2 separate regions of the Gossypium raimondii genome follow, and region 1 is linked to region 2. A link is a contact called in public Hi-C data. All regions are on one chromosome and are shown on one strand. Each heading gives the region's core, a stretch centred on a gene start, on an enhancer-like site or on the middle of the called end of the contact. The rest is flanking DNA. Distances are from core to core; before and after follow the strand shown. Region 1 holds the start of LOC105792096 (GRAS family protein RAM1). Region 2 holds the start of LOC105792089 (NADH dehydrogenase [ubiquinone] 1 beta subcomplex subunit 8, mitochondrial).

Region 1 (4,715 bases), core at 779-3,278, 350 kb after region 2:
TGATTGGTGTAAATCTAAGGAAACCCACAAGTTAAGCCATAGCAAAATTAATGGTTCCTTGATGCTCTTTTTGAAATTCTAGGGAAGTTTAATGTTTGGGAGATGATGGAAACCAAAAGGATGGAAGTAATGGAGATCAAAATTGAAGAATGAAGTTTTGGGGTTGTTCTCTCTAATGGACGACACAAAGAAAAAGGTGAAGGGGTGTTTCTCATCTTCTTTTTTTCACGTCAAAAATAGGGTGAGAGGGGAAAATATGAGTTGATTTTAAAACTTGGTATAATTTCTTTAAAGCTACTCCTAAATTAAGCTATTTTATAAAATAGTTCTCTTTTTAAAATTTAAAGCCTATTTCACACTATTTTTATAAATTAGTTTAAATTTTCTAAAGCCATAGACGAAGATATTTTCGGGTTACCACATTCTGAATTTCCGAACTCATTTCATGCTTTAATTCTAAAATTACCCTTGAAACTTCTATACCCAATTTCGAGATGTGACAACTGCCTCATCCAGAGTTTTCCTCAACTTTCCCTTCTTTGGAGTAACTAGGGAGGATGATACAAAAGAGAAGAAAATAAAACAGAGATGAAAAGAATTCAGCCTGCAGAATAATCCTCATCATACATATATATATCCTTCCCACACAGTCACCAAAACCCCTAATAACCATCCATTGATAATCATTATGTCTCTCACTAAGAAATTAGTTGATTCCAATTTAACTAAACTAGAATTAAGGTCCAACTAATTATCATTTAGTCACTAAAGTTTTCAGATTTTCCAGCAGAGTCCGCCAAACTTACTATCTCTTTCAGTTAACTCTCAAATCTTCCTTAATTTTCGGACATTAATGAAAATCGGTTGTGACATCAAAATATTTATAATTTCAATAGTATTAATATACTTCCTCTATAACCTAATTTGTACAACTTTCTTGATGGACTTTAAAACCTCAAATTTTTGTAATCCGACTCCTTTTAAAATGCCTTCATTCCCTCTTTCTCCATATGAGATAAATGAATGCATTTCATGCTAATTTTAAAATAAAAGTAAGCAAAAATTTCCTCTTGAGACGAAAAACTACCTACTAAACCTCTTGACTCCAAATCATATTTTCTCTATGAATATGACCTAGATTAATAGTAGGTTTGGATGGACAGTATGTTTATCTGCGGTTAGTGTAAAAATAATGATAGTGTGAGATTAGATACTATAACAGTACTATAGCGTGAGACAAAAAGTAAACTAAACAGATCACACCGACCCCATTACACATCCAAACCTACCCTAAGAACACTTTTTCATACATTCTTCATATATATTCACATCCAAAGAACAAATAATCTCTACTTTCAACTTCCCTTCTAAAAAACTACAAAAACTATCAATGTGAACTCCTCTAATACCAATTCTCTGCTTACTTGGTAATTTTATCAAAGAGTGATCCAAGCCATCAATGAAAGCTTAATAGTGAAAATACTTTCTATATCAAGAGAAAAAGGAGCGGGTGAATTCTGGGACAGTAAGGACTTGTTTTCTCTTGATTCACCCATATGTTTTCTCCTTATTACAGCAAAGGGGTCACAGACTGTTTACGCGAAAAAAGTAATTATTGACCTTTTTCGTTGATTTGGGCGCCCCTGAATTTACCTCTCCACGTTGCAGCATGAGTAAAAAGTCCATCATAGAGTTGTGCCACACTGCCACTGCCAGGCACTAGTAGCAGGCGATTTCATTTCTTTTCATCAGTATTTACTATTGGTAAAAAAAATGGTTAACTGAGTAAACTTTTACAATGGGAGAGTGTTCCGAAAGGTCGAGAAATGGAGGAGTTTGTAAATCATCACTTACCCTTGTTTTTGAGCATGGAAGTAGTAATGTTTTATTTTTTTACTTAAGCGTAATATAGGCCTTCTTTTGAGCATGGAAGTAGTAATGTTTTTATTTTTTTTACTTAAGGGTAATATAGGCCTTCTAATATAAGGCAAAGACAATACTGTAGGGTCGGGGTCGCATTGAACCAGGAATATATAAAGAAGAGAGGGGAAGGTTTGTTCATGGATGCATAGAGTAGAAAGGCTACAAATTTTAGAGAATATGGAAAAATATATTCAGAGAGATGCATAGAGTAAAAATGAAAAATCTTTTAGAGAATTTGAAAAAGAATATATTGAGAGAGAGAGAGTAATGGTGGAAAGCAAGACACAAGGGTAGAACTTAGAAGAGAATAATACAAAAGGAAAAAGAAATTTGAGACTACATAGCTGCAAATAGTAAACAAGCCCAGAGAGAGGAGCTTTTTAGAACTAAAAACTGAACAAATGTATTTAGAGAGGAGAGAGATGGAACTAAAAACTAAAAACTCAAAAAAATGGAACGGTTGCAAGGTTGAGTATGGGGGATAAGGAGGAGGATGTAGCTAAAACAAAAGAGAAAGAATAGGGTGAAACCCATATGTTTTGGTGAAATGGGCGTTGGGAGATAAATTTCATGGCATGCCAAGAAAGATGGGGAGGGGGGGGGGGGTTTGATAAATCTTGAAGGAAGCCGTACATTTAATTTATTTCTCTTGCTTTTGTAGGAAAAAGAAATCGTTTTTCTTCAATCTCTGATCCTCCAAACTAGCTTATTTTGTCTTTTCGTTTCTATAAAATACATATGCAGTTTCAATTACAGGTTAATGGGGCGGTAGAACTCCCGGGTTTTGGTTCGATTTGTCAACAAGACAAGTGGATAAAGCAACAAGAAGGTGTTGCAAACGGCTTCTACTACAACAACGAACAAGAACCAACTTCTGTTCTTCATATGAGAAGAAGCCAAAGCCCACCCACATCAGCATCCACTCTCGCATCGTCTTTCAACGGTGGAGCCGGTGGAGGTAATTCCACCGAAAACACCACCAACACGGAGGCCACCATAGCACCGCCTAACGACAAAGAAGAATGGGCCACGGAGCTTCGGCAGATCCCGAGTGAAATAGACCTTGTTCCAGAGCATGAAGGTACTCAAAGATGCAACATCGGATTGGGAGATTGGGAGACTCTGCTGTCTGAATCAGCCGTTTCACCTAGTCAAGACCACTCGCTTCTGCGTTGGATTGCTGGTGACGCAGATGACCATTCCTTTGGCATCAAACAGCTGCTCCAGAGTGGGAGTACTGGTCCTAATCAGGGTCATGATTTTGAAGGCAATGCAGGGTCGTGGGTTGTTGACCCATGTCCAGGGTTTGACCCAATTGGTAGCCTTGCTACTTCCGGTAATGTGTTATCAAGCGCTGCTCCTATTTTGGGTGGTTTTCCTGATTCTGGGTTTGTGCCAAATCCCAACAATAATGAGAATGGGAAGGTTGGTGTAGCGACGCCAAGTTGTTCTTCAGTTGAGGGGGTTAATAATCACGAAGTTCTTGGTGCTACTGTTGGGTTGGATATTAATATTCAAGATATAATGTCTACTTCTCCAGCTAACAATATTGGTCTTCCTGTTACTTTGCCTACGCTTTATCAACTGCAGCAGCAGGACCTTGAGAAGCCTCAGATTTTGATGGGCCAGCAACGGCATCAACAGCGTCCTCAAAATCCAAACTTTTCCTTTCCATTACCTCGAGAACAGGACCTCCTTGAGCCCTTGCCAAAGCGTCTCAATGCGGGTAACTTGGAATTTTCTTCTCAGATCCCAAAACTCGCCGGGCATGAGTTGTTTACCAGAAAGCAGCTGCAACAGCATATGGTGGCAGAAGAGGAAGTGTTGGAGCTGCTTCACAAGGCTGCAGAGTTGGTAGGGACTGGGAATTTTGCACACGCGCGTGGGATATTGGCGCGGCTCAATCACCAACTATCTCCAGTTGGTAAGCCCTTTCAAAGGGCTGCTTTCTACATCAGGAAGGCTTTACAATTACTTATCACGAATAACTCAGTCTCTCCCCCACCTCCGAAAAGCCCCACCAGTTTTGACGTTATCTTCAAACTGGTAGCTTACAAGGTCTTCTCTGAAGTCTCTCCGTTTATCCAATTTGTAAATTTTACCTCCAACCAGGCTCTGCTTGAAGCCCTTGATGATGCTGAACGAATTCACATTATGGACTTCGATATTGGATGTGGTGCTCAGTGGGCATCCTTTATGCAGGAGCTTCCCATGAGGATTAGAGGAGTTCGTTCATTGAGAATTACTGCCTTTGCCTCACCCTTGACCCACCATCCTATTGAGCTTGGGCTTATGCGTGAAAGTCTTATGCTATTTGCTAATGAGATTGGTTTGAGTTTTGAGCTTGTGGTGCTTAACTTTGATTCTTTAGATCAAGCCCCTTACTCTTTGCCCTTGTTTCGAACAAACCAAAATGAGGCAGTGGCTGTGAATTTCCCAGTTTGGTCTTCTTCGAATCAGCCATCTGCTTTGCCCAATCTTCTGCGCTTTGTGAAGCAGCTTTCCCCAAAAATTGTGGTGTCTTTAGACGGAGGGTGGGATAGAAATGATCTGCCATTCCCAGAGCTTGTAACCTGTGCTTTTCAGTCATATAAAAACATATTTGAATCACTTGATGCTGGTAATGTGACTTCTGATGTTGTAAACAAGATTGAAAGGTTCCTTATTGTGCCAAGAATTGAAAGCACTGTGTTGGGGCGACTGCGAGCACCTGAGAATATGCCTCTTTGGAAGACACTTCTATGCTCGTCTGGGTTCACCCCTGTAACATTCAGCAACTTCACCAAAACTCA
Region 2 (4,597 bases), core at 1,108-3,607:
AATTTATTTTAGAACTAGACTACACATATAAATGTAGCCAATGCGTGAAAGACCTAATGAGGTCATTTACCATAAGGGTGGGCAGCACATTGGAAGAATCCCATAAGAGCATATGCAGCCCACCACAACGAGTCCTAGTGGTACTCGAGGTTTTCTATTAAAATATTGTTTTTACCTCTTTTCATGTTCTAGTAGAACTCTTATGATTTTTTCTTATATGTAAGGATTATAGGATAGTCGAAAATATAGAACAATAATAAGTGGATACTTTGCCAAATTTTAGTTAAATTTTATTTGAGTTCAAATAAATTCTACTTTTCGTAAGTACTCAAGTTTCAGATTTGTGAGATTATAATTGCAACTTCCTTGTCAGTTATAATTCAAATTTGTGATTACAAATTTTTGATATTGGTTTTCCATAGAGAAAGTTAACTTTCCCCTAAGAAAGTTTCAATTTTTGTTTTATGTTCAATTCTTAATAAGAATCCACTTTCTTAGCAATTGAAGGTTCGAGAATAGTGGAGAATATCATTCAATTGAAAGCCAGAAAGATTTAAATGCTAGATCCAGGATTCAGTGAGACTCTTTAGCTGGAAAACACAAGGACTAAATTTGGTGGGATTTATTACTATAGATATCACAACCAAATATCCAGTTTTATGAAAAAAATTCAAGTTTTGTTGCACAATAACCGATTTTTCCAATAGTGCAATGTGGTCCCTAGTTGTTTGTTTTTCCTAAAAGCATTTTTGGGTAATTTCTTATTAGATCACTAAAGTAGAGTAGAGAAGTTCTCTCAACCTCAGTGTCTCTTTAGGAATTATATCAACATAGTAGTCAACTAGAATTAATACATGAGCACAAATTACAGAATTAAATCGTTGTCTTATTCTTAAACTAAGTTTTAATCCTATTTGATCTCCCATCCGCATAAATAATTTTGCTCATTTTAAATTCGAAAACAACATAAAAGGTATTAAAAAGAGGTATGACAACTAAAGTATTACATACAATTAAGACAACTACATAATAAAGAATCTCCAAAAGAGTTATTGCAATTTACAAGAAAATTAAAAGTTTAAAGTGAAAACAAAGAAAAACTATTAAACCAAACTCTCCAACCTAAGAAAACGTAATCAAAAGTTTTACGGTAGCCTTAGGAATCCAACATGCTTCTACTATTTACAAGCCTTTTCTAAGGCAAAATCTCAAGCTAGAGCAGACAAGACCAAAAGCCCAATTAATTTAATAAATCTCGCAAATTTGAAACTCGAGTACTGACGGAAAGTAGAATATATTCATACTTTTTGTGTTTATGTAAAGTGAATTATTTGCAGGTAGATTCATACTTTTTGCATTTTCCAGCTTTTTCCACCTATAAGAAGTCCTTGAAAAGGCTTTTTAACTCAAGAACACAAAAAACATTAAGAACAACTTAAAACTAATTTTTTTCAATAACTAATGGTAAAATGGACCTATTTATACAAAACTAACTAAAAACTAATTAAGAACAATGCAAATGTGAGGGAATTAAGACTTAAAATATATAAGCATTTGCTCATCATATCCCTACACTCACATTTTTTCTTGTATCGATGGGACTCTATAGGTGGCTTGTATACTCCTTAACTCCTATTGGTTTTTGAGGGTCGAAACCTTTGAGTAAATTGGGGGAAAGATTACGAAGGCCTTAAGGACCAGTGTGTCAAGTACCAAGGTGATCATAAAGGGAGCCTGAGTGGGGCATTCGAACTTTTTGGAGGAAAAGATCGTTGCTACTTGGGGCATCTTATGATGACGAGTTTATGAAATGCGAGGGGCAATCATGGATGTGCCACATGAACTCCTCAAACTCCTTTTAGGGAGCTATAACTACAAGGTTAATAAAAATAAAGAAACCATAAACATTTTGAGGGATCGACGTGCTAGGCACTGATGGGTTATATAAGGACCCTAAAGAGATTATGGACTCTTTAAACCGTTCAGGGTTGAAGGAATTTAAATACTCTTGTATGTGATTTCAAGATAAAGGGAAACTTTAGGTGATAATAGAAGCTTGCAAGATCTAAGCGCGAGGTTAGGTATTGACCTTGGGACGAAAAAGGCTTAATTTCAAATTTTTGAAAAAAATATATTTAAAGTTTTTGTTGACAGTCAAAAGACTAAGGTTCAAACTCTATTGCTGTATTTCCTCCCTCAATTTGTAATATGTAGAATACATTCGGATTTGAATCAAAATAAATTTGGACAACTAGAATATATTTAGAAACAGTTTATGTAAGGTGAAAATCAAACCTATTAAAATATCACAAGTTTAACACTAAAAAGGTTTCCATAGGTCCATATAGATGGGCGGGCAAATGGCCCATTGGAATTAGTCATAGCAAAATATTAATTCAGAAACCAGAGTTTGGTTCTGCAGAAAGTTCCGAGGAGAAAAGAAATGGCAGGAAGATTGAGCAACGTAGCGTCGCGTATAATGGGCGGAACTGGCGTCGTATCGCGCTCCATCGCCTCTTCTTTTCGACTTCGTTCCGGTATAGGTCTCCCTGTCGGCAAACATATCGTTCCCGACAAGCCCGTAAGCTCAATCACTTCATAATTCTTCAGATCTATTCAGTGATAATCATTAAAAAGACTAACCCAAAACCTTACAATTTTACTCCTGCTGGACCCTTTCAGCTTCCTGTAAATGACGAGCTAATTTGGGACAATGGAACTGCATTTCCAGAACCTTGTATTGATCGAATCGCTGATACTGTCGGAAAGGTAAGTAAGTTCTCTATTTAAATGTTCACTTGTGTTTTATGGTTGTGGGATTTTGGATTATTTGAAGAAACTGACTCTTTTTTTTTTCTCTGTTCTTGTTCCTATGTTTCATTTTTCTGGGAGTAGTACGAGGCATTAGCTTGGATGTGTGGAGGCTTGAGCTTCTTTGCATCGTTGGGTTTTTTGGCTTGGTGGAATGATAAGGCCTCCAAGATTCCATTCGTGAGTTCAAATCTCTGACTTTATTAGTTGAGTTTGCCTTAGTTCAATTCAATTTTCTTTATGCTGCATTTGGGAATATGAAATTGAAAATCTTGGATTTGGATTTCATTTGCTATATAAATTGTGAGAATGAATTGTATATATTATGAATAAATTAGATGAATTTCAATATAATGCGTTTTTGGAAAGTATAAAAATCATGAATTTGTCAAATTCCTTGGGAATTTCAAATTCACTACTAGGCATCCAACAAATCCACGGATTTGAGAAATAATCATGAGCAATATATTTGTATGTGTATTATCACTCAATTTGCACTATTCTCGAAATTCAAATCCAAAGTTTGAAATCCAAGACCCCAAATGCTACCTTATAGTTTTTTTAACGTATTCATGTAATATTAATATTTGTAGCTTAGTGGTGTTTTGGATATGTTTCAAATTGGGAAAATAGGAATGTAGGATAGTGATCGAATCAAATGGTACCATAATGTCACTCATGTTTTATGCTGAGAAATTTTGAACTTCAAGCTCGAGTGAGTCATAATCCCAGAATAGGGGGATATGTGAACTAGCTGCTTTAAGATGGAAGATATTTCATCCTAGAGGACTCTAGCCTGTTTTCTCAACAATGATTATGGTTGAGAGGATGAATTTTGCAAAGGTTCACGATAGAAAGCCCTTGTCTTTGGTTTTCCCCTGCTTTATTCTCTGATGAACTCAGAAATGTTTTCAGAAATGCATTTCCCCTGTTAGATGTGTTGAATTGTTGAGGAAAGCCCTTCTATTAGGGGCTAGTTTGGCCTTCTGCCTCATTGTTCTGCCTGCTGGAGTTTGAAATCCGTCTCATGCTCAGCTAGCAACTTTGACAATATATTTTGGGATTTGCAAGAAGCCTTTTTAGGGTATATCTTTTGACAATACGCTAGCACTGCCATGTCAATTGCATAGATAATTAAAGTTATTTTGTTTTTGATAGGTATAATTGAAGTTCTTGAGAGTTCACATTAGATATTTTATGGTAAATCAATGGAAACCACTGTTTACTCGTGCTATTTAAACAATGATGTTTCTGCTAGGTAAGTGGAAGTCTTCTGCTTGCTTTGGGTTTAGTGATGTCTATTTTAGAAGATTCCTTATCCTTTTTATTTTGTATGGCTTTGAATTCCTTTCTTTAATGGTACATCCATCAACATTTCATGTTGTGTGTCATTAGCAGCCCAAAAAGTAGCTAGAGAGAAGTAACCTACATGTCATTAATTTGGTGTAATTTTTTGTTGCTTGCAAGAGTTTAGTTTGTGACAGTCTTAAAGTTATGTTACTTGCTGGTTTACGTTGTTTGATACTTCTCATGCTGATTGATATCTTTTCCCTACTGTTAAGCAGGCACCAAAAGTATATCCATATGACAACCTGCGAGTGGAGCTTGGTGGAGAACCGTAGGTAGATCCATATGCAAAGTTCTATACATCTATTGTTCGTTTCACTTGTGTCCTCTGTTCTTTATTGGTTTACTTTTGTAACTTAAAAACAATTAAATAATGGATTCTGTGGGCTTGTTGCTGAAACTAACATTTTGAAATTTGAACAAATAACCCAATGTGTTT

What was found. Hi-C and Micro-C count contacts between places; a contact is called where the count stands out from the background.
Region 1: a Hi-C map of leaf shows a contact between it and region 2, with 3 times the contacts expected there. The contact joins the promoter of LOC105792096 here to the promoter of LOC105792089 in region 2. A contact is called at or near these places in 2 of 2 Hi-C or Micro-C datasets (both in leaf).

Annotation. Positions count from the first base shown.
Region 1 is chr8:52,977,767-52,982,481 of ASM2569854v1, forward strand. It overlaps LOC105792096 (GRAS family protein RAM1), which reads left to right and starts at 2,029. Exons shown (of 1, transcript XM_012620497.2): 1 at 2,029-4,715. The coding sequence starts at 2,662.
Region 2 is chr8:52,629,556-52,634,152 of ASM2569854v1, forward strand. It overlaps LOC105792089 (NADH dehydrogenase [ubiquinone] 1 beta subcomplex subunit 8, mitochondrial), which reads left to right and starts at 2,358. Exons shown (of 4, transcript XM_012620488.2): 1 at 2,358-2,581; 2 at 2,683-2,769; 3 at 2,896-2,991; 4 at 4,377-4,597. The coding sequence starts at 2,444. The coding sequence ends at 4,433.